Linked DNA regions of Mus musculus: all the other regions are linked to region 3. Evidence: chromatin contacts called from public HiCAR-type, HiChIP or PLAC-seq and promoter capture Hi-C data. All regions are on one chromosome and are shown on one strand. The core of a region is the stretch at or near the end of the contact, and the rest is flanking DNA. Distances in the headings are between cores, read along the strand shown.

The links. Promoter capture Hi-C pulls out the DNA fragments that hold promoters and counts their contacts. HiCAR-type assays count read pairs that join an accessible place to other places. HiChIP or PLAC-seq counts read pairs in DNA pulled down with a chosen protein or histone mark. Capture Hi-C pulls out chosen DNA fragments and counts their contacts.
Region 1: a promoter capture Hi-C map of pre-B cells shows a contact between it and region 3, with 2.2 times the contacts expected there. The contact joins the enhancer-like site here to the promoter of Ccdc88c in region 3. A contact is called at or near these places in 5 of 39 promoter capture datasets (the 3T3-L1 cell line, the C10 cell line, cranial neural crest and 2 more) and 1 of 484 Hi-C or Micro-C datasets (regulatory T cells).
Region 2: a promoter capture Hi-C map of adipose tissue shows a contact between it and region 3, with 3 times the contacts expected there. The contact joins the promoter of Golga5 here to the promoter of Ccdc88c in region 3. A contact is called at or near these places in 9 of 39 promoter capture datasets (the C10 cell line, cranial neural crest, embryonic stem cells and 6 more), 1 of 484 Hi-C or Micro-C datasets (B cells), 3 of 115 datasets of contacts at active chromatin or transcription factors (astrocytes, large pre-B cells and stem cell-derived neural progenitor cells) and 2 of 9 other capture datasets (adipose tissue and liver).
Region 4: a HiCAR-type map of astrocytes shows a contact between it and region 3, with 4 times the contacts expected there. The contact joins the promoter of Btbd7 here to the promoter of Ccdc88c in region 3. A contact is called at or near these places in 1 of 39 promoter capture datasets (cranial neural crest) and 1 of 115 datasets of contacts at active chromatin or transcription factors (astrocytes).
Region 5: a contact with region 3 is called in a promoter capture Hi-C map of liver, with 2.3 times the contacts expected there. The contact joins the promoter of Rin3 here to the promoter of Ccdc88c in region 3. A contact is called at or near these places in 3 of 39 promoter capture datasets (cranial neural crest, hippocampal neurons and liver), 2 of 115 datasets of contacts at active chromatin or transcription factors (large pre-B cells and pancreatic cancer cells) and 1 of 9 other capture datasets (liver).
Region 6: an HNF4G HiChIP or PLAC-seq map of pancreatic cancer cells shows a contact between it and region 3. The contact joins the promoter of Itpk1 here to the promoter of Ccdc88c in region 3. A contact is called at or near these places in 2 of 39 promoter capture datasets (cranial neural crest and embryonic stem cells) and 1 of 115 datasets of contacts at active chromatin or transcription factors (pancreatic cancer cells).

Annotation. Positions count from the first base shown.
Region 1 is chr12:102,670,397-102,674,895 of GRCm38.p6, forward strand. All of the region lies in intron 2 of Itpk1 (inositol 1,3,4-triphosphate 5/6 kinase), which reads right to left. Among named protein-coding and RNA genes, the nearest start is that of Mir1936, 12 kb to the right of the region's middle. Within about 2 kb of position 1,610, at least 55 of the 459 cell types and tissues checked have an H3K27ac peak or open chromatin away from gene starts, as enhancers often do. A contact at or near this core is called in pre-B cells and regulatory T cells, where this site is marked.
Region 2 is chr12:102,466,493-102,470,943 of GRCm38.p6, forward strand. Golga5 (golgi autoantigen, golgin subfamily a, 5) reads left to right here and starts at 2,642. Exons shown (of 13, transcript NM_001199004.1): 1 at 2,642-2,871. Gm30198 (a long non-coding RNA gene) reads left to right here. Exons shown (of 3, transcript XR_381856.1): 3 at 670-1,384.
Region 3 is chr12:101,027,493-101,031,689 of GRCm38.p6, forward strand. Ccdc88c (coiled-coil domain containing 88C) reads right to left here and starts at 1,399. Exons shown (of 30, transcript NM_026681.5): 1 at 1,280-1,399; 2 at 744-844. The coding sequence starts at 1,339.
Region 4 is chr12:102,876,227-102,880,597 of GRCm38.p6, forward strand. It overlaps Btbd7 (BTB (POZ) domain containing 7), which reads right to left and starts at 2,216. Exons shown (of 11, transcript NM_001377026.1): 1 at 1,990-2,216.
Region 5 is chr12:102,280,722-102,284,951 of GRCm38.p6, forward strand. It overlaps Rin3 (Ras and Rab interactor 3), which reads left to right and starts at 2,353. Exons shown (of 10, transcript NM_177620.4): 1 at 2,353-2,605. The coding sequence starts at 2,565.
Region 6 is chr12:102,702,210-102,706,605 of GRCm38.p6, forward strand. Itpk1 (inositol 1,3,4-triphosphate 5/6 kinase) reads right to left here and starts at 2,660. Exons shown (of 10, transcript NM_172584.3): 1 at 2,513-2,660. The coding sequence starts at 2,607.

The sequences.
Region 1 (4,499 bases), core at 360-2,859, 1.6 Mb after region 3:
CCCTGGAACCCAGAAAGAAACAAGGAACTGATCCTCCCAAAACCACCCAGGTACCATAACTGCCACCTGACCTATCTCACTTTATTGCCGTGGGAACTATAGCTGTATCTCCCCTAGCCCTAGCTATAACTCCAACTTCCTGCTAAAAGTCTGGCTTTTTGCCTTCCAAGCCAGCTTTTTCCTGACAGCTTCTCTGTGCCCTCCAGGGGGGGTCTTCTTCCCTGCCAATCACAGCACACCGCTTTCCCATCAGATACCCTTCCGTGCCCAGACTCTGCCCCCACCAAAGTTCACCCAGACCCTCAGCAGTAGGGCTCTCCCATTCTCTCCAGCTTAACTTCAGGACCCATAGTCCAACCTACCTAGAGCACTAATCATCAACAGAGACCTTTCCCAGCCTCCAGGTATAGATGCAGGATACTCTTCTATCCCCATAATGCTAAGCCGATACTTTCCCATAACACTTAGGGCCCCGTTCATTCTTCACCAAGAGGTATCACCATCTTTACAGGGCCTTCCAATGCTGCCGCTGAGGCCACAGCCGCCGACACCACCTCCTCCTCCGCCTCTCATTCCCTCAAAGACCCTAACCCTCCAAAGAAAGCCTGCACCACCTCCAGGGCTTGCCCATCAGCTCCAAGCAGCCATCACCATGGTAACAGCACCACCCCCTGAGCACACGGCCTGCTCTTGGAGGTATACGGCCTGCTAACTTCTGCTTCTCAGTTTTGCCTTTCCTTGGAGGTTTTAGGTCTGTCAGCTCTTGGCACAGGCTGGTTGCTCTTCTTGAAGACCCCAGGTGGATTCCTGGCACCTACTACAGCGCCAAGATATCCAACACACTTTTCTGGCCTCCACAGGTACTGCATGCATGTGGTGCACAGACATACATACAGGCAAAACACCCATACACTTCCTCTGCCTCCCAAGTGCTGGGATTAAAGGCACGCGCCACCACACCCAGCCGCACTCATACACATTTAAAAAAAAAAACTTACAGTACAGCATCTCAGTACAGTTCAGGAAAGACCAGCACAGAGAGCTCACTCCCTCTTGAATCTGGGGAAGTACTTGCCAGCCTGAAAAACAGTGGCTGTCCCAAGACTAGACTTCATGATGTCTGAATTTGCCAAGAATTTGGACAGAGGTATCTGTAATTGGCTACTGTACTTTTCACACTTGTGGCTTACTCATTTACAATAAAAGCCCAGGCTAACAGTCCTTGCCTTCTCCCCTGGGGAGGGGTGGTGGTGGTGGTGGAAGCCAGGATGTCCGGGGGGGGGGGGGGGGGGGCTTTGCCAGCATGCCAGCTGCAGGCAGGCTGAGGAGCAGCCCAGTCTTTTCAGACCTTGCACCACTGAGTTCGGGGATATGGGAGGAAGGGGTAATGAAACCCTGCATAGGAAAGCTTGCTAATTCATCCACAGACCAGACCAGAGTAACGTGGGGCTTTCGACGAGTCCTCGGGGAAGCCCAAGACCCAGCCTCAAATCCAATAACTCTCTGCCCGAGCTGTTTCCAAGAAGGACTTGTTTCTCCAAGGAGGTGGCCACGGCTCTGTGTTAGCCCTTGCTCAGTGTAGCAACTGCCTGGCTATGTTTGAGGCTTGTGGACTTGGCAGGTCTTTGGGCTTAGACCATGACTCTCAGGCAGGTCCTACTGGGTGCATACAGCTTACCTCACCTGGGGAAGTTTCCTGTCTGACCAGATGGGATGAAGACACCCGTGTCTTGGATCCTTTGGGCCCCTGGTCACCTACTGGAGACTGGCCACACAGGTGTCCAGGCTGCCATATAGAGAGTGATGCCTGTTCAATCTACACCTTGTACCTTACCTCAGCCCTTGGGTTCTGCCCACTGCCTCAGTGCTAGGCTCAAAGCCGGGATCCTGCCTCTCCACACCAGGCTCGCTGGCAGCCCCTTCCTCCTGAGTTAAACTGAGCAGGAAGTGATACAGCTTAGAGTAAATCATGTCATGAGAGGCCAGGGAAGCCAAGGGGACCTCACGGGTCCCCTGCGGGAAGACCTGCAGAGCCTCGTGATGGCCTGCCGCTGTCCCCCTTTAAGGAAGTACCTGGTTCTGAGATGTAAACAGCCTTCAAACCAAACCCCAAGATTAATGTTTAAAACGGTCTCCAATGGCCGGTTTTTAAGCTGACATCTGAAATGTTTAAACACTTGCGGGGGATGTCATATCCAACACGAAGTAAATTATTAACATTAGAAAGTAAAACTGTTATTATTCCTCTTTTAAATGGTTCCAATGTGGTCTAAATACCCTGGCGATCTGCGATCCGCTGTCATCCATTTTCTGATTATATAATCAGCCCCTCTTAGACAGCTGGAAATCAAACACTGCTCCTTTTTCTTCCCCTCTCTCCCCTTGGAGATGTTTAAACTGTCAGGGTATTTTACACTGGAAAGTCTCTTACTAACGATTCTACAACACCACTGAGCTAAGGAAATGTATGTACAGAACTGTTCCTCCCTCAAAGACTTTTTAATGTGGTCATAAAGCTCTTACACACGTCAGAAGTTTCTTCTGAAGTATATCATTATTGGTTATGAATACATAATTGATCAACACGATCAACATATACTCAAAACTGCACAAGTAACATGCATAAGAGGGAAACTTTATTAGAGAGGCAACTTTGAATAGGCGCATGGGACTTTTTTAAAAAGTCATTTCCTGCATCTGCAGATGAGTCCTACCTACTGACAGAATAAGACAGTTTTAACTGTTTCAGCTTTCAGTTCTCATAGAAACAAGTGTTAAAAAAATCAAGGAGGCAGGGGGATGAATGTCAAATTCACCACCCATGTGCTAGCCAGCTGATAACTCGAGCCGGTCCTCCTTCGGTTTTGTGACCAGCACCATGGGACCACCTCCAGTCATTGTCTCCCAGGGTTATCATGACCAGCTGCCTTCCTTGATGATGAGGGCTGTGTCCTTTGGTCCCACACCGAGGTACAGCTCTGCAGATCATCAGCCTCTGTGTGCCAGGCTCAGTGCCAGTCACGTTACCTGACCTGACTCAGTCCTCAAAAGCCTGGGACAGGCCTGCTGACGATCTCACTGTGCAGACTGGCAGGCTCCTGGCACGGCCCAGGCCACCTTGTTCTTCATCTCCACACACTTCCCTGGCGGGAATGGCTGGGGCAGACGAAGGGATCTGCAAGCTCTCACGGCTGGGCATCATGTGCTCACACCAGCTCAGCTTTAGAATATAAACAGCCACTTCCTGGTACACCACAGTCCCCATAAACGCCCATCACTGATGCCGCCACTGTTGCTAACAGGTAACAGGAAGAGAAATGACTTCCGTGACCTGGAAAAAACGGGCAAGATCTGCCCCGGGTTATTCATGCTTAGGTCCTGAACCCAGGTCCTACATCCACTTAGACAACAGCGAAAGGCCCGCAATGCTAGGGGGAGAGTATCTTATAAGTGGATCATCTGTTAACACAGAAAGGAGACCACACTGCTGTAAACAAGCCAACCCAAACTCAGCCCTAATCCCACCACCCACCAGCTGACCTCTCCGAAAGGCCACAACATCTTGAGCCTCAGTTTCCACATCTCTACAAGAAAGATACCTCTTCCCATATAATCAGGATCTGGTGGATGCTGGGGTGGCTCATACACCCCTAACTCTCTAACTCATTCACGTGTCACCCAGTGACCGGCACCCTGCCTATTTCCAGCTTCCAGGAGCCCACATCCTGGGATGGAGTGAACGAAAGCCGAACCGACTTTGAAAATCCAGCCAAGTGATTTGCTTTCCAGTTTCTGCAGAGTCTCCCCCAGTGTCCTCCAATCTGAAGCTCTCTCGACTCTCCTGGATGCCAGGAGGAGGTGTGGGGACAGGCATTGCCGTTGCCTTTATTTTTAGATGCCCGAGTAGAAAGCGCTCAGTTTGGCTTCACTCCGTGCCCAGACACCACTTCCTCCCTCAAGCCGTCATCCAAATGAACAACAGACACATCTTGAGAGATTTCAGAACCCTTTTGTCTGGCACACTCTACACAATGGCTCCAAGGCTCCTGTCCACCCCCAGTCAGGGAACCGGGAAGCTCTCGGGCTGGCCAGGTATGTGCACGCCTGCATCGGGAAACCCTTTCCTACAGCTGCGAAGTAGAGCCCTCCTGAAGTTGAACAACGAAGACCTCTGAAGGGTGTATGCCCTAGCAGGCTTTCTGGAAACTTCCTCCAGATGTCTGCCTTCAGCCTTGACCTGGTCCCAATCCCAGGCAGCCCTCTGCAGATGCATGAAGACTCAGCCGTCAGAGTAAATCCAAGTGTGGACAGCTTGGTACACAGTCAGGTTCGTCCTGTGCAGGGACGGTGACACAGGAAACCAGGCACAGCTGTGGTGCACATGTCATAACCTACCCCTCACTATGAGTCTATTAATCTGAGTTCACATCTACCACTGTACCATCCGTGGAAAGACATAACCAATGGGGGCCAGTGTCTCTTACCAGAATATCCACAGG
Region 2 (4,451 bases), core at 1,392-3,891, 1.4 Mb after region 3:
GGACATCTTTATTAACTTCTCTGTCCCTTGCTGTGATCAAATAGCTGACAAGAAGCAACTCAAGGGAAGAGTTTATTTTGCTCAACGTTTCATGACCTGTATCCATTTGAGGGGTTCTGTTGCTGTGGTAAACACCACAACCAAAGGCAACTTGGGAGGAAAGTGTTTGTTTCAGCTGACAGGTTACAGTCTCGTGTATCCCAGGCTGGCCTTGAACTTGTCACGTAGCTGAACATGTCTATGATTTCTTATCCTTTGTCCTCAATCTCCCAAGTGGTAGGATTATAGGCATACACCATCAGGCCCAAATTATGCAGTGTTTGTGATCAAACTCAGTGCTTCATACCTATAACTCAAGCACACTATCATCTGAGCTACAGCCCCAGTCCTCAAAATACTTTTTGGCAGCCTGTCCACGGCCAATATTTTCATTGAGGAAGATTTGATTCTGTCTCAACTTCTTACAGCAAGAGAAAAATAACTTGTTTGCATTTACACCTTACTGCATTTTGTGCTTTATCTGTAAAATAGGGTGATGTATTAGGTTTCATTAGTTAGGCTGTGGAAAAGCCAGTCTTAAATCTCACTAGCCCGTAACTGCAAAGAACTATTTCTAACTGACCACATGTTAGATGTGGACTATTTACTGCTTCATTTTCTTCCTTTCAGGACTCAGTCTAGCAGAATAACCCTAGCTTGGAGCTGCTCTCTCTCAAGAAGAAAAAGAACTGGAGGAAACACACCATTGCCTAACTCTGAACGTTTAGGCTTGTATATAGTTAGGCCTGTCTACATTCCAGCAGTGAATGGTAGATCATATGATCAAACTGTCATCAGTGGAGCTGGAAAGGATATCTCCATCTTGGGATGTAGGACAGTCACCTAGCAACCACTGATGATAAATAGCCCTTAACAGGAAGAACAGCTTAGTTAGAATTAGTTGAGAACTGCAATGCCAGTTACCACACAATAAGAGCAAGACACTCCTTACGGCATTGTGAGAATGGAGCCGCTCAAGGATCCTGAAACTGTTCTCCACTTAAGAAGGGCTCTAAGATCACAGCAACAGTGATTTTCGGCTTCTGCTGGGAGTTAGTCTCACTACTGAGTTGGATTAAACCTGACTTAATAGGAAGAAAATGGCTTGTAGTTATTCCCCATATTCAATGCAGAGACAATAAAAATTTGAGTCTAGGGGCACAGACTTTGGAGTGAGATGGACACCTCCCTTTTAAGGACAGATAATATTGGAACCAGATTATTTAACATCTCTGAGTCTTAGTTTCCTCAATGCCCAAACGCACTTACTTGAGAATTTACCATAGGCTTTTCAGTTGGCGAAATTAGCCTGGTCCTGTTTACCCAGTAGATGTAGCCTTCAGTGAATTATTGAACACAGATTTTCTTTTTAAAAACCCATTTCAAAAAGTCTGTGAGCTGTATGCAAAATATAACTATAGCACTATTGAATAATAGTCTCAGTTCAAGTTATCTTTTCTACAAGGAACCCTCACAAACTGACTTATTTTCCTACCTCGGGATACTTCTCCCTGTTTCTCTTGGTTTACAAAAGGCTCTGAACTATTGTTGATTCATTAGTTTAGGCAAAATCCATCTCTGTCACTTGAAAGCAGGTTCTTTTTAAAAAATTGTATTCTTTTATTTTTTTTCTTATACTATTTTATGTATTTACATTCCAAATGTTGCCCCCCTTACTGGTCCCCCCTTCCCGAGTTCTTCACCCCATCCCTTTAAATTGTATTCTTTTTTTCTTTTAAAGATTTATTTCATTTATATGAGTACACTGTAGCTGCCCTCAGGCACACCAGGAGAGGGCACCAGATCCCATCCCATTACAGTTGGTTGTGAGCCATTGACCTCAGGACCTCTGGAAGAGCAAGCAGCCAGTGCTCTTAACCACTGAGCCACCTCTCCAGCCCTTGTATTTTTTTTTTAATTGGATATTTTTTTTGTTTACATTTCAAATGTTATCCCCTTTCCCAGTTTTTTTAAAATTAGGTATTTTTCTCATTTACATTTCCAATGCTATCCCAAAAAGTCCCCCATACCCTCCCACCCACTCCCACTTTTTGGCCCTGGCGTTCCCTTGTACTGGGCATATAAAGTTTGCAAGTCCAATGGGCCTCTCTTTCCAGTGATGGCCGACTAGGCCATCTTTTGATACATATGCAGCTAGAGTCAAGAGCTCCGGGGTACTGTTAGTTCATAATGTTGTTCCACAGCCCTTGTATTTTTAATTTGTGTGTGTGTGTGTGTGTGTGTGTGTGTGTGTGTGTGCTTTGTGAATGAACTCAGAACTCAGAACTCAGGCCGTTAGTCCTGGCTATTTATCTATGTACTCTATTTACTGAACCATCCCACAGGCCCAGGGATTAGACAGTTCCAGTCTCTGCCTCGAAATCCTCACGTGTAAAACTTTTGAAAGGGAGGAGGAGCTCAGAGGCCTGGGCCGGCTCATGCCCCGCCCAGTTTGGCTTGGGCCCGCCCCTGTGGTGCTCGGGACCCTGCCCCCCGTTGTGGGCGTGCTCCGCAATGTTGTGGAGGCCGCGTGCCGGCGGCGTTACGTCACACGCACGCTGGCGCGGCACCCGGTTCGGCGGCAGACGGAAGGGGGCGTGGCCTGGCGCTAGGGCCCCGCGGCCGCCGGCGCCGCCGCCTGAGTGACCTGCTAGGCGGCCGGCGGCGCTCAGCTTCCGGCCACTCAGGCAGCTCGTTGGCCACTCTGTTTTGAGGTCCTCGCCGCCCTTCCACGTCTCCCGGAAGAGCTAGCCGGCAGGTCCGGGAGCAGCGGGCTGCTGTGGCGGCCCGGGCGGGCGACGAGGCCGCGGTGCTGCCGCTCGGCGTCCTCAGGTGAGGCGCGACCAGGCCGCGGGCGGGACGGCTTGGCCTGCGGGACCCGGTCTCCGCCTTTCCCGAGCGCTGTCGTGCTCGTCTTCGCTCAGGGACAAGGAAGGGGATGCCAGAGCCCCGTAGCCTCCGGATACCGAGGCTGACCCGCCCTCCACCCCGACTCTGCTCTGGGGACCCAGTACGATGTGTTCTCGCCTCTCGGGGACCCGTGGTCACACCGCCGGGCCTGACCCCTGACCCCCGCCTCTGTGTGACATCTGACCTTCCCGGTGGCTTTGCACCACGGGAAGTCCCCTCTTGGAGTCTGTCACTGAGATAAGAGCTCAGGTTTAGTGTCTACGATCCACGTGAAAGATATGTTTTAAAGCCCCGTTAACTTTCAGATGGGAGGCAAGACATTAATTGTCTTCAGGCTTTTTTTTATTAGGAGAGCTACTTTTCTCTCGCTCATCACTAATTTTTACATCGAGCTTGTGTAACGTTTTATAAGTCAGAAGGCATGTTACATTCCTTTTTCATTTGGTTTCTCATAAATTGAAATACACACTTAAATGGGTTTCCTAAAGAGTGTGTTGAAACAGTTAACTTCCGACGAGGTTAGAGCGGAGAGGTTAAAAGGTGGGTTTACCTCTAGGTTGACCTAGATTCCAGTGTCTGAGGTGCCATCGAAGTTCCAGGATCTTTCTAAGCCATATCCATCTTTATTTGTTTCTAAAGGACTTTACAGTTTGCCATATAATGTAGCTGAGCATTATGTTACTATATTATTTTTATTATTTTATTTTTATATTATATTATTTTTAGTGATAGTGTTTGCACAACACTTGACATATAAGGATGAATTACTTCAGTAGTGTTTCTAGGAGTGCCTGTGTGTGGGCTAGAATTGGAATTTATCATTGAGCAAACCAGGCATTGTGTGTATCCACCCACTCCCCCTTCCCCAGCAGGGAGAGACATGTTTTAAAACAACAGTTGCAACAACCTGAAGCAGTGTAAGGCAAAAGAAGGGCATGCACACAGAATAAAAAGACCTAGCATAGAAGGGAAGGAAAGACAACTCTGATGCCAATTTAGTGAAGAAAGCCCAAGATCTAATAGTTCCAAGCCAAAGGGACACTGACCACATTCAACCAACACTGTTGACTTTGTAGTTTACTTCATTCTACAGCTTAAAGGTTAATTTTACTTCGTGGCCTTGACTTTGGCACCTGGAAGTTTTTTCCATGTGTTGGTTAAATAGATAATTTATACAGTCATTTTTTTAAAAAAAAAATTGAACTCAGCTGGACATGCACATGGTAGGTACTAAATATTTAAATTACTGAAAATTTACTTTAGACCTATATATGCTGCATACATAAATCACAGGAGTGCTTCACTGTTAGTTTTGTTTGTTACTGTTTTTTCAAGATAGGATTTCCCTCTGTATCCCCTGGCTGTCCTGAAACTCACTCTGTAGACCGGGATAGCATCAAATTCAAAGATCCACCTGCCTCTGCCTCCCAAGTGCTGGGAATAAAGGCCTGTGCCACCACCACCTAGCAGGAGTGCTTCACTTTAACAGTAGTAACTTTGTG
Region 3 (4,197 bases), core at 149-2,648:
AAATCCAAGCTGTATTTCATTAGCTAATGGATTACTGAGTGTGACACCTCCATCAGTCCCAGCTGAGTGGGTACATGTAAAGGCTGATCCAGTTTTATTTTGTTCCAAGTGCCTGTGACTCATACTGTCACTCACTTCCAATAGGATCCCCGAAGCTTCTAAGTTAAACACAGAATGGAGGGGTAGGAGCCAACACCTAAGTGGTGCTAAGATGTCAGACAGACAGGCTCTGCAGAACTCCACAACGGATGTGGTCAGAGGTGCGGCCGGCAAGTAGTATCTACGAGACCCTGTTTAAGCCCAAGCAAACGTTCTAAACAGCCAGCCTGCCTGCCTGCCTGTGTGCCTTCTAAACCCAATTCACACAAGGACGATTAATGACTGCATCTGCCCCAACAATTGGGAAGAGAAGGAGATTCAGAAGCCCAGTTCCCAAGCCACAGTGAAACTGCGTTCACACCGCGATGCTCCAGACCCAGCGGACATTTCCTGTAACCAACCAGACCCTCTTTACAGTTCTGTGTCCCTCCAAAAAGAAAAGGGACTTTTGGTGTCAGCACTCAGACTACCATCAAGTGCCCGAGTTTACAAATGAGTCAACCGCAAATTTCCTTAGCTCGAATGAGGTGCTGGGGGATGGGGGGGTCCAACGGCCCACCTGAACGGAATCCCTCCCTGGCCATCCGGCATTCACGCTACAATCTTAGGTTTCTTAAAGTATCCTCTCTGAAGAGGCAACTTACATTTGCAGCATGATTTGATTCAAAAAGATGCCGTCCACTAAATCCATGTACAGAGTCAAGTTGTCCTGGTGGCCGCTTCCAAACGATCCAAAAGTTTTCACCTGCGGGGAGGCAAAAGCATGTTGGTCTGACGCTGGGGGACAAGGCAGGCCAGGGAGGTCACCAACCACCGTGGTACTCTTCGCAGGCAGCAAGCCTACCCTTCCCGAACCGCGGTCCTTTCCCGCCTCCGGACAGGACTTCTGGCTAACTTTTCTCCAGCGTCCCAGAACGCGAGGAAAATAGAGAAATAAATAAAAAGGACTTTTCAACAAAATCCTCACGTCTCAGACGCACAGGAAGGCAGCACGCTCAGCCCGCCGGTCCACGGTCCCACTCTGCGCCCCTACCGCGGGTCTCTGAGCTTCAGGAGGGGTCACCCCCCTTCCCCGCCCCCACGGCCGCCGGGAACAGGTGCGCGTTCCCGAGTGGGAAGCCGTGGGGACGCCCACCCGACACGGAGCCTCCCGGTCCCCGGTGCCGCTCCGAGCGCTCACCCAGGTCACCAGAGGGCTCTGCAGAAACAGCTCAACGAGCTGCGACACCGTCACGTCCATGCTGAGCCGCGGCCGCGCCGCACAAAGCGGCTCCGGCAGCCGGCGGCGGGCGCGGGAGACAAAGGCGGGGCGCGAGCCCACGGTGCGCGGCTGCGGCCCCGCCCGCCCGGGGAGAGCGAGAGGTGGGGGCGAGGAGGGGGAGGGAGGGGCGACGCGGTCCCTCCTCGGTCGCCCGGTGCCCTGCGCAGCCTAGCGGAGAGGAGCCGCACCGGGCCGGGTGCGCGTTGGGGGAGCGGGGACGGGAGTGGGGCGGGGCCTCAGCACGTGGCGGCCCGAGTGCGCGGGCAGGTGCAGCCTGCGCGCGCAGACCTGGGCCCGAGAGGAAGAGGCTTGGTGTAAGCCTCAGACTGCAGGGTTGCGCATCAGTGCATCTGCTTTGCCGACTCCCCGGCTTCTCCCTTCCTGAAGTTCCTTCAGGATGGATGCTGGCGGTGTGGCCGCCCCACGCGTGTGCGCCCCTGCTATGGCTCTACCCTCCCTCCACCATAGCACGCCGTGCGGGAGAGCCCGTCCCGGCCGCAGTGCGCAGCGGCAGCTTTGAGCCTGGGCTCCCAGCGCGATGGACGCCGTGCCCCCTGCTGGCGGGGGCTGTGTGCTTGGAGGCCTGCAGCCCCACGTTCTCACCACTTCCTGGTAATAACTTCGCTCCCCGAGCTGGGCCATTGTTGCATGTACTCTTGTCTTGACGAGTTTAATCCTCACTGCGATGCGGGAATGTTAACCCGAAGCCCCTGGCACACTCCTAGGGAGAACACACCAGGTACTCAATGACTACCCTTTGGCTAGTCATTTTGCAGCGTAGCTTTTTCACGTATTAGGGATGTGACATCTGCTGATGACATGTGGTATTACAGTTCTGCCTGGTTGGAAAGCCTGTTAATAAATAGACTGTAGCCCCCAGTATACTGGCAAGGTTCCAAGAAATGTGGAAGTCAGAATAACAAATAAAGGGTGGAGGTGGGGGGGCTTCTGCAATGAAGAGCATTTGCTTCTATTCCAGAGGGCCTGGGCTTGTTTTCCGGCACTGACAGGATGGTTCGCAACTATCATTAAGTTGAATTTCAAGGCCTCTGAGGGCACCAGACATACATATGGTATACATTCATAAAGGCAGAACACTAAAACTCATAAAAAGTAAAACAAATCTTACCCAAAAAAGTGGGGTGGGAATGATGGTACAGCTTTGTAACCCCAGTACTGGGGAGATGGAGGCAAAAGGATCTTCAAGTTATCCTTGTCTACATAACAACTTCAGAGCTAGCCTGGGCTCAATGACATCCTGTCTCAGGCCATGGCAGTCAGTTCTGGTTCCTGTAATCACAGAATTTGGTGGGGCTGAACCAGGAGGGCCTTGAGTTCCAGGCTAGCCTGGGCTACATAATGAAGTTGATGACTGCATGTGGTGGATAGGTAGCATAGGCTACCCTGTTTGGAAGAGTAAGGACTGTCTTTGTGGGTTTGATTTCTGTACCAATCTAATTAAAAAAAAAAAAATCCTGGGCTGGAGAGATGGCTCAGAGGTTAAGAGCACTGTCTGCTCTTCCAGAGGTCCTGAGATCAAATCCCAGCAACCACATGGTGGCTCACAACCATCTGTAATGAGATCTGGTGCCCTCTTCTGGTAGACAGAAGAATACTGTATACATAATAAATAAATAAATCTTTTAAAAAATCCTTCTAGCTATTTAATAAGCATATTATTTCAAGTGAACAACTGCATCAAACAACTGCACTGTGACTATTGTGAGACATTTTATTCTAGTGTGTGAATAATTTCTCCCCTGATATTGGCAGTCCCTACATAGCAACTCTGGGAACTTTTCATGGCAATGTCAATGAAACATTACGTATGATTAATGTTTTATAAAAGTCTCTCCACCTTCTAGTTTTACACACAATTTTTTTCTTTTGGTTTTTCGAGACAGTGTTTCTCTGTGTAGCCCTGGCTGTCCTGGAACTCACTTTGTAGACCAGGCTGGCCTCGAACTCAGAAATCCGCCTGCCTCTGCCTCCCGAGTGCTGGGATTAAAGGCGTGTGCCACCACTGCCCAGCTTTACACACAATTTAAGGTCCTATCAGGTGACACAGAAATGCCACTAGTTATTACATATCTGAGGTTGCCTGTGGTCACTGATGGACTGGCCACCACCATTCTTTGGCTAGACCTCTTCATCTGCAGTGCTTCCCTATTTCCTGTGGGTGCTGTGCAATAAACTCCAGGGGTGTCCCAGTTATGCTTAGAAAGGTTTCTAACCTGGGGCTTGCAAGTCTTGGAAAGCAAACTTGGGAATTGTTTTCTCTGCTCAAGGATTTCTAAGTAAGTTGGAAGCTCAAAGTGAGGCATGTAAAAATCTTGCAGCAATATATAATCACTGCTTCTTCCTCATCTTGGAGCCCATTCTGCTGCTGCTGTTGCGCTAACAAGAATTGTTCGCCCTGAGCTCCATCTTGGGGGGTGGGGTTGAGTTTCAGGAGAACTAATGAACTGCCAGATACTGTCCCTCCACTGGCCTCTTCCCTCATAAAATGCCTCTGCGAATTTCTGACAGAAATGTTGCTTTTACAGTTCTTGGATGGAAGAATTTCTTTTTCAGACGGTCTCACTGTGTAGCCATGGCTAACTTAACTTGCTACATAGACCAGACTGGCCTAGAACTCAGAGATCTGCCTGTCTCTACCTCCCAAGTATTGGGATTAAAAGCATGGATCACCACACCCAGTAGGAAGAAGGTTTTCAATTTTTATTCTAATACTAGATAGAGGAGGGAGCTTCTCCTCCCTCACAGGAAATATTGACTCAATCATGATAGCTAATATCATTTCTGTGTCACCTGGTAAGAGCTTAAATTATGTGTCC
Region 4 (4,371 bases), core at 966-3,465, 1.8 Mb after region 3:
TATTTAAACTCCCAAGGCCCGGTTATAACTCCCTCTACCCTGAACTCCCACAGCATTCTCTATATTAGTAGAACTCACTACATTGGCTTCTAGACTCATGTGAGTGCATCTTTTTCCAATAAGAACCTTGAGGCAAAGTCTACTATATATTACATTTCTTGACTCCTACCCCTTAGGTCTGGAATAATGAAAACACAGAGCAGACCTTCAATAAGTGTACATAACCTGAGTACTGTGAGTAAAATATGAAAACATAATCACTTGATTCTATCATATTTCTGAAAGTTGACCTGTGACACATTATATACAAAATTCTGAAGCCCAAATAAAGGAGAGAAGGGGACTAGGCAGCATAACCTGGAAAAGCAATGTTTTAAATCTTAAGGTTAGAGCCAGATACAAAGAACTTGAGACGCTAATCTTAATCATGTTGGGACAGAGAACACTAATAGGAGTTAGGTTTTACAGAACTACAGAAAGAACGAACCCACGCAAGAATGAGCCAGGCTATAATTTGATGAAAATATAGTTATGGACCTAAGAAAACTTCAAGTGAAATGTTACTAAATTTTATTAAATATGGTGTTGGGTGGGCTGGCCTCTTTAGCAGCTATTTTGAGGTAGCTGCGAGGGTCACAGAGAGATACTCGTTTCTGTGTTCAACTTTACTGTGCAACGGCCTAGGGATTGAGCTGAGCAGCGGTGGTGAAAGCTACCCACAAACAGTAGTGCTGGAGTGGAGTGAAAAGAGCTCTTCCTCACCTGCAGAAGCCGAGATCCTAGTTTAGGTCTCACCCCTCCCCAGCTACATGACCCACAGAATCGCACCTTTCCGCGTCCAATTCCCCCACTTTAGAACACGCCCAATCTCTAAAGGTGTTCCTGACTCCAAAATTCCAAGACCAGTCGAATCACAGCTGCTATGAAGAATGTACGGTTCATATAACTTCAAGTCTTTCTTCCAGACTTACAAAGAAGACAATGTGAGTAATGGGTGAGCCATAGACGCTACGCAGAGACAAAAGATAACGTCTGCTGGAAAAGCTAATTTATCTGCAAAAAACGCTTCTTCCTTGCTCCGTCACTGTAAGAAGCTTGAGCCGAGGGGCCAGTGCCCTGGGCCAGAGAACCGAGACTGCTCTGCAAATTCGGCCTACTCCAGAGTACTTATTATGTGTGCTGGTATGGGAGAGGCGCTGTGGTGGTTCAAAGCGGATACAACACTCCTCGGAGTTTCTCCGAAGACGGCGAGAAAGTTCTCACCCTGGAGTGTGAGCGAGAGCGAGAGTGTGAGTGCGTGGAAGGGAGAAACAGCAGAGCAGGAGGGAAGGTAGGCACGCCTTTCGCCAAGTCCTCCCGGGAGCTAAGCTAGCTTAGCCTCCGCGGCTCCAGCCGAAGCTCCGCTCCGTATTGTCTCCCCCACCTACCTGTCAAAGCTCAACGCCAGTCTCGGTCCTCCCAGAGCACTCACTCCGGGACGCTTTCACTTCGCCCGCGGGGAGTGGTCCTCCCCAGGCCTGCTCCCCCCTCCCCCCCAAGCTCCGGCCCTCCCCAGCGGCCTCACGCCCACCCCGCAGCCCGTAAACAGGAGTCCGCGCCGGGTGTGGGTTCCCGAGCGCAGGGTGCGGCGGGTCCCGCCCCTCGCAGCCCGGCGCTAGGGGCTCGTCCCGGCGGCCACCCGGGCGGGGGTGGGGGAGCCGCGCGCCCTCCGGCCCTGAGCGCCGCGCCTCGGTCACGGCCCGCTCGGCGGCGCGCTGTCCGGCCCGCCCCTCAGGGCGCGGGGACCGGGAGGCCCCCGTCCCGCGCCGCCGCCGGCGCGCTGGGCCCTAGACGGCCGAGCTGGCCAGCGCCTCGGCAACCCCGCGGCGTCCGGGCCTCGGCCGAGGCGCCACCACGCCCAACCACCGCCCCTGCCGGCAGCCGGACGTCCCGGGCCGCGCGGGGCCGGCGAGACGGCTCCTCAAGCCTCGGACACCGAGGGACACTCACCTCGGAGGCTCCTCCCGCCGCGACTGCTGCTGGGACCGCTGCCGTCGCCTCCGCCGCCGCCGCCCCCAGCGCCGTCGTCCGCACTGGCGCCAGCCCCCGCGGCCATTCTCCTCCAGCCGCCGCCGCCGCCCTCCCCTCTCCTGTCAGTGGCTTAGGCTCCGGGACCACTCCAGGTTCCCCCCGTCGCCATTTTGACTCCGACAGGGAGCAGGAGGGGCTCGCCTCGCGCGGCCCTGGCGCGCCTGCGCCGCTCTGCGGAGCCGGACGGCCCCGCCCGCCCCCGCTGTCGGCTCGCCCACGTCACGTGACCCGACGTCGGCGCGCCGGCTTGGGGAGGAGGGGCAGGCTAGGGAGGCGCGTTCCCAGGGGCTCAGGCCAAGAGGCGAGTGCGCGCGCATTCTTCTGGCTCTGCCTGCCCGAGGGAGGTGCGAAGGGGCGCGGGGTACTTGTTGCAGCATCCTGCACAGCTCCGGGAATTGTAGCTTGTTATTCTTTGTATCTAAATGGAATAATCATCGCTATGCAGGGGAAGGCCAGTTCCACTGTTTCGTTTCCTCTGGGCAGCCGCCACCCACCGGGTGTTGGCATAAAATGCTTGCCTCAAAAAGAACTGCGATCCGGAGGAAAATTCCTTCCTGGCCGACTTTGCGTTTCTGTGGCTTCTTTTTTGTTAAGAATTTCTAAAACTATTTTGTCTTCTTGGTACTTTTATATGTAGTACTTTGCTAGTTACCTAGTATTTGAGAAAAAAAAGATACTGAAAAGTTTCAGTAACAAAGAACTAGGCTGATGGAATTCACAGTGCCCCCCATGGGAGAGCCAGATCTCTTCCATAAACAGCCCTTGTTTGTGATTTTGCCATAATTACAGCGAGGCAGTAACAAAAACGGCTTACATTTATGGAGTGCCCTACAGTTTTCAAAACACAGTTAAATACATGGTTTCTGTCTGGATGCCAAAACTGCCCTTTGAGGTAGCTGGGACCCGCGTTATTATCACTGTTTTACAGCTAGGGAAGCGGGCAAGCCAAGCCAAGAATCCAGGCAGTGTCCTTCAGGAATTTGCGTTTTCCGTCTTTCCCTAGTCTTTCCTGTTACATTTCTTTTTTTGATAGTGTTAGATTAATTTTTTATGTGTATGAATGTTTTGCCTGAATGTATGTGCGCCACATGGGTGCCCACAGATCCCCTGAACTAGAGTCACAGATGGTGGTATAGTCACCATGTGGGTGCTGGGAATCGAGCCCAGGCCCTCTGCAAAAGCAACAGGTGCTTTAAATCACTGTTCCATGTTTTGGGCCTCTTTATGGTCATTTTAAAAAGGACTTCTGAATAAAAAGCTCCTGTCCTTAGTTCCTCAATAAATTAACTCGATTTAACCTAATCAATTAAAGATTTAACCAGCCCTTAACACTTATTTACTTTCTCAATGGATTGGGGTATGGGAGGGGAAAAGTATTTGTATTGAGACCCATATGTAGCCTAGGCTAAACTTTGGCTTGCTGAAATTGACCTTGAACTGTTCCTAGTTCCACCTAAAGCACTGGGATTACAAGGGTGTGTATCATCAGGCCCATCAATCCACTTTGCTTGATGACCGACTTCGTTCAGTTGACTGTGTGCAACATTGCTGATATATGGGTCATGATAGTCAAGTTAGAGCTTGTGGAACTTGGTCCAATAAATGTACCCTTTTCCACTTCTCTGGGAGATGGATTTGAAATTTGCTTTTGAGGTTCCATGCCCTTGGCTCTCTATGAATAAAAACTGTGTTTTGCAAGTCTGTTTTTTTTCTTCTTCTTCTTTTTTCCTGGTTGGTGGTATGTTGTATACAGGTTTAGATAAGTTTCAAAGGATAGAAGCAATGAAATTTTGTCATGGGTTTGGCTTCTGTAGGTTTTTTTTTTTTTTTCCTGTTTTGTGGTAAAAAGGGTTCCAGCCCCTTCTTTTTCTTTTCTTTTCTTTTCTTTTCTTTTCTTTTTTCTTTTCTTTTCTTTTTTTCTTTTCTTTTCCTTCCCTTTCTTCTTTCCTTCCTTCCTTCCTTCCTTTCTCTCTCTCTCTCTCTCTCTTCTTTCTTTTTTGTTTAATTGAATATGTGGGGGGTGTGTGTGTGTGTGTGTGTGTGTGTGTGGTTGTGCAGGACAGAGGACAAACTCAGGAGTCAGTCTTACCCTTTCCCTTTGAGGTAAGTCACTTTTTATTTCTGTCCAGCTGGCCTGTGAGCTCTCTGTCTCCCATCTCTCCGAAGTAGCACCGAGATTATAGATGAAGAGACTGTGTGCAGCTTTCCACGGGTTCTGGAGGTCTCATTCAATTGCATGGCAAGCACTATACCCCTATCTTCCTAGTCTCTGTAAAAGAAAATTTGAGCTTTCTTGTTTTA
Region 5 (4,230 bases), core at 1,103-3,602, 1.3 Mb after region 3:
GGAGAGGAGCCTATGGGGTCTGAAAGTGTAGGGTTACTCATATCAGCCTGAAGAACTGGCAAGTAGTAGGATGGTCCACTGACCTAGATCCAAGGACACCTAGGAGGAGCTTGTGGGCTTATTGGAGGAACCACAGCCAAAGATTTCTCCCTGAAGGGATGCTCTCTTCCTTCTCTCATCTGTGCTCATCTATTACAGATGAGCAATGGAATCTCTGAGAAAGCTGTACTGGCTGTTGCCTAAAGAGTCCTGGGACTGGATTTGAACACGTGACTGCCTTCTGTGCCCAGCTTTCAAGCAGAAAACTACAGGATTGTTGACAGAGATGATAGAGAGGTGACTGTGGCTCAGGGAAGAGCTAACCTCGGAGAAGAAATGCCTATAGGGCCTGGTAGTGCCCTGAGGGGATGGCTGGCAGCAATCTGAGTGCTCGGTGGGGAAGTTGTGTAGGTCAGAGTGGCTAAGGTTGCTCCCTGGAGACCACACTTTTTTGTGCCTTCCAAAAAGAAAAGCTAGTTTGATTGGGATGCAATTCAACAGCTTAAAGTGTATAATTTGATGGTTTTCAGACACAGCCACAAAGTTGTGCAATGAATACCACAGTCAATTTAAAAACATTTTCATCACCCCCAAAGAAACTCCATAGCCATTGCCAGTTGCTCCCCACTCCCCGACCCCACCCCACCCCACCCCACCTCTAGCGAACACTAGTTTACTGTTTGTCTCCGTGAAATTGCCTACTCTGAACACTTCATGCAAAAGGAATGTGTTTAACGACTGGCTTCTGTCACTTAGCATGCTTTCAAGACTCATCTGTGCAGAAGCACCATTGTTGGGGCCCCATTCTTTCTGTGGCTCAATAACAGTCCCTGACTGATGATCCCTGATCTTATTTACATATTCATCGATTGATGAATGCTTGGTTGCTCCCACATACTGGCTACTGTAAATTGTTTGTATTTCTTTTCTTTCTTTCTTTCTTCCTTCAACATAGGGCCTCTCAGACACATGCCAGGCAACCATTCTACCTCTGAACTCTAGCTCCAGCTCTGGATAACACAAATAAAGGCTGATATGAACAGTCATATATAAGGTTTTGCATGGACACACTATGATAGATAGCTTTAATTTGTCAACTTGACACAACCTAGAATCACTGAGAAGAAATTCTCAGTAAGGGATTGTCTGCATTTAGTTAGGCCTATGAGTATGCTGGTGAGGGACTGTCTTACTTAAGTTATTGGTGCGGGAAGACTCAACCCACTGTGGGCAGCACCATTCCCTATACAGGGTGCCCTGAACTATGTAAGAGTGGAGAAAGTGAGCTGATCACAAGCCAGGTAAACATGGTTACATTCATTTCTCTTTGCTCTGGATGTCATGTGACCAGCTTTTTGACATCCCCCCCCTCCCCCTGCCTTGACTTCCCCATAATGAACTGTAACCTGGAATTGAAAGCTGAAATAAGCCCCTTTGGGTACGTAGTTTCCCCTTCTGAGGAACTGCCAAGGCTGCTTCCCAAATCAGCTGGCCCATTTACCACTCCCAGCAGGAGACTGTTAACTAAGCCTTTCCTCTCACTTCCACAGGCTGATTTGGAGGAAATGCCAAAAGAGAAGTGGTTGTGAGGGTGTGTGGACACTCTAGCACTCCTGTGTAATCGTGGGTAGAGGCCAAGGATGTGGATGGAAGTTGGGTTACTCCTACAATGCACAATGCACAAGACAGTCCCAAGCACAAAACATTTAATCTGTCCCCAGCAGTCTAAATAATGCCCAGGCTGGGAATGAATTAAACAAGGTGATATCTTGAGGTCCGCTATTACCTGGTCTCACAGGCTTAGCTAGCTCAGGAGACATTTTTGAGTGTCTGGGCGCTTAAAAAAGGAGGCATTACGACTCGCGGTTGTTGTGTAAGCTAGCAAGTTTTCTCCTTTAGTCTCTCACTGGGTGCTGTACTCAGCACAGGTGCCTTAGATGTCAGGCTTCATGGACGATATCTGCTTTGTTAAACAGTGATCTTATCAACAGAGAAGGTATCAAGGAGAGACAGGATGGCCACCTGTCAGGGACGTGGAGGAGGTGCCCCGCCTTGGGGGCGGGAGTGGGTATGGGTCGTGGCTCCCCCGGGATGAAGGAGGTCCCATTTGGGCCGTGGGCCTCGTCACCTGCCAGCCCTGAGTGCCTTGCTATCCGGTGCCAACTTGGAGACTTTCCTGTGAGTTTCGCTCGCAGGCTCCGGGCGGCCACAGTCCGTGCTGTCCTCGACCCCGGCACCGCCCGCCGCCAGGCCCGGCCCTAGGGGCGCGGCCCGGCTTCCGCGCGCCCCAGGGGGCTCCCTGCTACGAGCAGCCACGGCCGAATGGCTTCTGACAAAAAACCCTTGACCACCAAGGCCGGCCTCTTCCTGCGAGCCCCGCGCGCTGCGATCCAGGAAGTGGAAGGCAGCGGCCCCGCGCTTCCCCACTGGGCGCGCGGCTGGCGGCGGCGCCCAGCCCGGCCCTCGGCGAGGGACAGCGCCAGCGCCACGCGGAGGTCGCTGCGTCCCCAATCGCCTGCCCCACGATGCGACGCGCCGAAGCGCCCTCGAGCGCCCACCCTGCCGGGTAAGTGGCAACCCGTGCCCGCCGCTCCCCAGGTGGCCCGCGTCCTGCCTCTTTTGCTCAGCTTGATCCCCGAGAGCCCTGGGTGCTCCGGATAGGGCTACGGGACGTCGTGGATGTCATGCTGAAATGAACACCCCCCACGAGCGTGCGGATCCCCCAGCAGGGACTAAGGGTGAAACTAGGTTCTGCAAGGAAAGGGGGCGGCCTTGGTGACTGCCGAACTTGGCCAAACTTTCAAATCCAGACTTTGTTAGCGGGGGGGGGGGGGGGGGGGGGGGGAAGCAGTGCACAATGTGCGGCTGGGAGGGTTTGGTGTGTTCGAGCCCGAGATGTCCGTGTAGCCATGGCTCTAGCCTAGGCTGAACTTTGGATGCAAGCACTCGCTGCCCTGGCCCAGCCAGCCCCATGCACCACGAAGCACCGCTGCTCTGCCTAAACCCCAGCTTGCGCCCTCAGGTTCTGGGACCGAGAGTGGGGGTGGGGGCGGGGGTGGGGAGTAGGGTGGTAGATAAGAAGCACCTACAACTTTAGGCAGGCCCATCCAGCAGCTAACTCTCTGCCTGGAGGATTGAGGCGCCACCAGATCCCATCTGCCACCCCACTGGATCGGCTGGGGACCTTTGGACTGGCCTTTGAAGAGCCTGGTGTGTGAGGAGGGTCTAGAGTGCTCGGGTGCAAATGATTGGCGGGATACCCAGACGCAGATGCAGTCTGAAGTGTGTGAAATTAAATGGCTTGGGAACAACCATTCGGAAGGGATTCCTACTTTTGTGCTCTTCCCTACCCCCCACCTCAAGACCTGGAACACTGCCCAGAGCTACACAAGGTTGGGAATGTCCTGTCATCCCGCCCAGCCCAGTCCTAAGAGAAGATCGGGAAGGGTGGGGTTTGAAGCTGCACCGAGTAGAAAGCGATTTCTGCGAAAGTCTTCTAGCACTTTCTGAGGTGCCATGGATGATGGACGAATCTGGGGTACCATACTTTTTGTATTTCCGTTTAAAAGTCCCGGGCCTGATCCCGGATGAATTCCCGTGGCTGCCTGTTTTAATTCTGTGACCTCATCTCTTTGAGCTTCCACTCTTTAGAACAGGAACGCTATCTGTACACATCTTGTACTCTCCAGGGTTTGGGAACAGTAGGGTGTAACTGGCCCCCATTCGGATAGGAGGGACTGGGATTGTCCTGGGGCGGGGGGTGGGGGGGTGGGGGGGGGCTTGGCTGCCTCCTTCCTCCTACCCCCAATCCCAGCTACAACCACAGCCCGGAAATTCTGTGTTGATGTTTCCCTTGGAAGTGATCTCTGTGGAGACAAATGTCATCTGCTGGGAAACTGGGAATTCCGATGCGGAAGGGGTCTCCTGGGAGCAAGTAACTGCTATACCCTGGGTGGGAAGGTAAAGCCGGCTAGAAAAGGAGGGTGAGGAATCAGGTTCTGATCTCATCTACTTCCCCATTTTCCCCAAGGATGGCCTGGCCTGACCCATTTCCTCCTGCCTTTCTTTGTTTACCTCTGTACCAGTGATTGATTTCATTGTGCCTCAGTTTACTAACAAGGATAGTCAGTAGTCACTGCTCTTCACAGGCTGTTTGGAGGGGACATCCTCAGCTGCTATTATGATTAGCAT
Region 6 (4,396 bases), core at 1,410-3,909, 1.7 Mb after region 3:
AAGAGTGACTGAAAGGGGAGGTCAAGGTCTCAGGGATGGACTGGGAGCTCTTAATGGAAAGGAGACATATGGACCATGCTCTCTCTGGCACCCGCGACCCCACCCCCACCCCCGGTCTGTAAATCCAGTGAGATGAATCCCTGCGAAAGGATTTTTACAAGGCCCGACCATCAGCTAAACCACTCATCCCAGGGCAGTTGAGCAGTCCTCATGGATGCACATTTGGAGCACAGTTCAAGTCATTTCCCAACATCCCTGGCCCTTTTTGTCAGGAAATTCACAGACAATTCACCATCCATCAATACACGAGCACTGCACCCCCAGCTTCTGAATGTCAAGAACAGGACGACGCCCATTCACAGGGTCTCCGGGGCCACTTAGACCACTCCAGCATTCACAATAAACAAAACACAGTGGAGGGGGGTGGGGGGAGGGGTCACTATCTCAACAGTTGTTTAGTTAACAATGTGGCCACCAGGGGGCTCTGTCCTGAAAGTGAAGAAGCAACAGAAAAACTCTTTCTGGTGTTTTCTTTTCCTTCTTAAGCTTCAGCTACAAAGCATCGAAAGCTATACTAATAAAAACGCACAGTAGGATTCCTGAGCTGCTGGAACGGCCCAGAGACTTTCTGCCATCCCTCCGAAGCCAACACTTGGGCAAAGGAAGGCAAGTAGACCTTGAATTCAGCCACCCTTCCTGAGAAATGAATGCTCAATAAGATTTCCGCACCCCGGGTTCCCTGAGACCCCCACCCCCACCCCGCGCCTCTTTAAAGGAGGGAGGGCCCACAGGAAGGGCAAGCCAACCGGCAGGTCTGGGAGTCGGTCCTCAACCCTTAAGTCTCTGCTAGGAGTCTTCTGCTACAGCCTGCTAATTACAGAATAAAGCACACCAGGCCAAGGACAAGCCTCGGGTATAGATAAAGGGTGACACAAACCCAGATTGCTATCAATAACAAGGATGCAAGGGATGAACTGGGGTTTCCCAAGAATTATTTGACAGCAGGGGGAGCTGTGGTCCCCTCAAGTCAGAACTGGACTTCCAGAACACGACAGAGGGGCTTCTCCAAATTTTTCTGCTGTCTAGGGCAACCTTTTCAGTGTGTTTATTTATGGTACAAACGTCCAACTGTCCTTTAAAAAAAAAAAAGTTCCATAAGCCCTGGGCTTTTCCAAAGCTCTGGCTCGAGTTCCTCTTGATTTTCTTGTGAATTCTGGGCTGCACTGAACGCCCTGCCGACCGTGAAAAGCCTGCTTTCTCCTAAGAGGCCTGTCTGGGAGACTCAGCCAAACCCACAAGGGAACTATAAGGGGCGCAGAACCAGGGCCCCCTTATAAATAGGCATTATCCCATCCAGTTGTGGTCAAGGAGGGCCTGTAAGGCTTGCCTGGGGCAGAGAAGCAGCAGGCTCTTGGACAGCCATGAGGGGCAAGGCAGTGCTGCCAGGGCGGCCTCTATGTGCCAGCTCAGACTGCTAACTAACCCCTGTGCACCAAGGGATAATGGAAGCCCAACTGTTCAATTCTCCAAAATTCGGGGCACCCACCAGGGATGGAACTACAAGTGAAGTCCATTTTCAAAAGTCAAATCTACTAAGTGAAAAGACTACCTAACAAAAGGTTTCCACCCGGAGTTTGCAAAAGGCTTCGGGGATGGGGTGTGGGGGCTGGATTCTCTTAGGCTTTCATTGAGAAGCTGTAACCAATAGCTCTGCGGAGAGGCAAGGCACACCTGACTCTAGGAACCCAGCACTTCTGTAATGTATTAAGAGCAAGCTCCATCAAAGCCCTCGGTCTCTGCCACTGAAGCACCAGCGCAGGGAGAACGAGGTGCTCAGCCGGAATGGCAGAAGACAATTCTACCCTACGTGGGTCCACCCATCACTTTCTATGCTCTGCCACTCCTTGGCCCTGGGACTACAAGGCAGGTACCCCACCTCTCTGCTGGTAGGTGTCCCTCTTCTAAGACACGTGGCCCAGAATCACCATCCTGGCTAATTTGCGAGGCTGCTGCGAGGCTCTAATGAGACAGCAAATCACCACAGACAAGCCAAGTATCGCTACTCATTTCAACTGGGCTTAAGCCGGCTGATATGCAATGACAGCTTCAGGAGCCGTGCACACGCGAGGCACGTAGTAGGCTCCACACAAACGCCGGTATCCTGCTCTACTAAGGGGAAGAAGAGGGAGGAAGAAAAACACACCAGTCCAAAAGTACCCTCTAACCCCTGACTGCTGGCGTGGACTCCCCGATTTCCCGGGTCCCACCACCCTGGACGGCCAGGGATCTCCCGGCACGACCCCAGTGCACCTGAGAGCCGCGGTCCGAACCCAACGCCCACAGCGGCCACGCTCCCCTCGGACACAGCCCGCGGCCCCCCGCGGCCACCTTGCTGCTCCGAACCAGCCCTCAGCGCGCGCCGCTCCTTCCCGGGTCGCCGTCGTCTGCCCCGCGCCCGCCGAGGGTAACCAGGCTCGGGCCGCGGGGGTCCCCAAGCCGCGTCCCTCCTCACCTGCACAGCTCCGCGAAGGCCTGGAAATTGAGCTTCTTGACTTTCTTCTCGCTCAGCCAGTAGCCAACTCTCTTCCCTTTCAGGAAGGTCTGCATCTTCTTCCTCCTCGGCCCGGGAGCCTGGGTCCGGAGGAAATTGCCCACAGGCCGAGCGTGTGGGGCCGGCGCGCGCCGCGAGCGTGCGGGCACCTCCTCCGGCGGCGGCGGCGGGGACGCGGAGCGGGCTTCAGCGCGCGGTCCTACCGGGCGGGGCGGCGGGCGGGGCGGGCCGGGGCGGGGCGGCGGCTGGGGGGCGGAGGCTCAGCGCGCCGCGCCACTGGCTGGGCCCCGCGGGTGGGCGCGCCCCGCCGCCGCCCCGCCCCCTCCGCCCCGCGGGGCTCGCCCGCGCAGGGACGTGCGCCCCGCAGCACCGTGCGCCGCTCGAGGACTCTAGGGATCCCGGGCCGCCGCCCGAGACCGCACCCGAGCCTCGAGCCCGAGCTGGAGCACGCCCTCCCGCGGCGAGGGTTCGCCCGCGCGTGCCTCTCGGACGCGCGGGGACCCCCTCGGGGAGCGCGCCGCCGTGTCCCCCGCCCTTCCTGCCCCAGCGCCCGCGCACACGCCACGCACACGCGGGGCCTGGGGCAGAGCTCCCGGAGGAGGAAGCGCCGGTTACCGCCAGGGGGCGCCAATGAGTCTTAAAGGCGCCGCCGCTAGTGGCGGGGTGCTGGATGGTGGCCAGGGCAGAGTGGGGTGAGGGAGTCGTGGTGTGGGCGCCTTGTGTCTATCTTGGAGGGCGGCCAAACCACTGGGCTTCGTTGCTCCTTGGCAGCACAGCGGGGATTGCCCCCAGAGGCAATTCGTTGCAATTGTCCTGTACTATCTCCACAACTGCCCCAGGTTCACACTCTGGGGTCCCTTTCAGCGGAGGGAGAGAAGCAGCCAGAGTGCACATAGCATCTTCAGGAGAGCCTTTTCTTTGCTAGGTGAAGGGACGTAGCTCGGCGTCTGACTTAGTGCTTTGGATCCTCTGAGCCACCTGCTCTACCCCGGCCTATGGGACAGTACTTAGCATTCCAGCCATCTCCAGCCTATGCTTTAGGCATTGGGAGGAGAAATTGGAGGCTCTCCCCAGACACAGACAGGGAAAAAAAAATGGGTTCCCGTGTGTAAAGAAAGACATTTTATCTGGCTTTGGAAATAAAGACAATTTTTGAAGATCTGAGATGAGAAAAGGCTTGAAGAAATGAAAGCTGTTAGTAAAGTGACAGAAACGGGCCTTGACCAGACTTGAGGAGTTACACCAAGTCCCTTTTTCCGGCTTAGATCCTGACCTTGGGCAGTGTCCTTGGTCCCCCTTGGTTCAGTTTTAGCAAGAAACCTCCTGAGTCAGAAAAGTTCGCCATCCCTGGTATCAGATCACTGCGGCCTGTCTGCAGTAAGAATGCTGTCAAGTGGGGCTGCTGAGATGGCTCAGCTGGTAAGGGTACTTGTGGCCAAACCTGACAACGAGAGTTCTATTCTCCACAGCGTAGATGGAGAGAACTAAGTCCATGTTTTCCTTTGACTGACACTCATGCTGTGGCATATACACACACAAATAAATAAATGTAAATAATAATAATAATCCTGTCAAGTAAATTGAGCCAGAATCCCAGGAGCCCTGGTGGTTTTGCTCAGAAATTCTCCACCCACAGATGTTCCACTCTGCTCCTTGGCAGTGACTTCCCATCTTTCCTTGTTGCCAGAGTGGAGCTCAGTTGCTCCCCTACTGTGGAGCCTGGGTGCTTCTTTAAATAAGATCTAGTGAGTTTAATTTTTCTTTAATTGGAGAAAAGGATGGAAGAGGATTAGAGAACCCACATGGCTCTGGAAAGCAGGGACTTTGTATCCTGGACCATGGAAG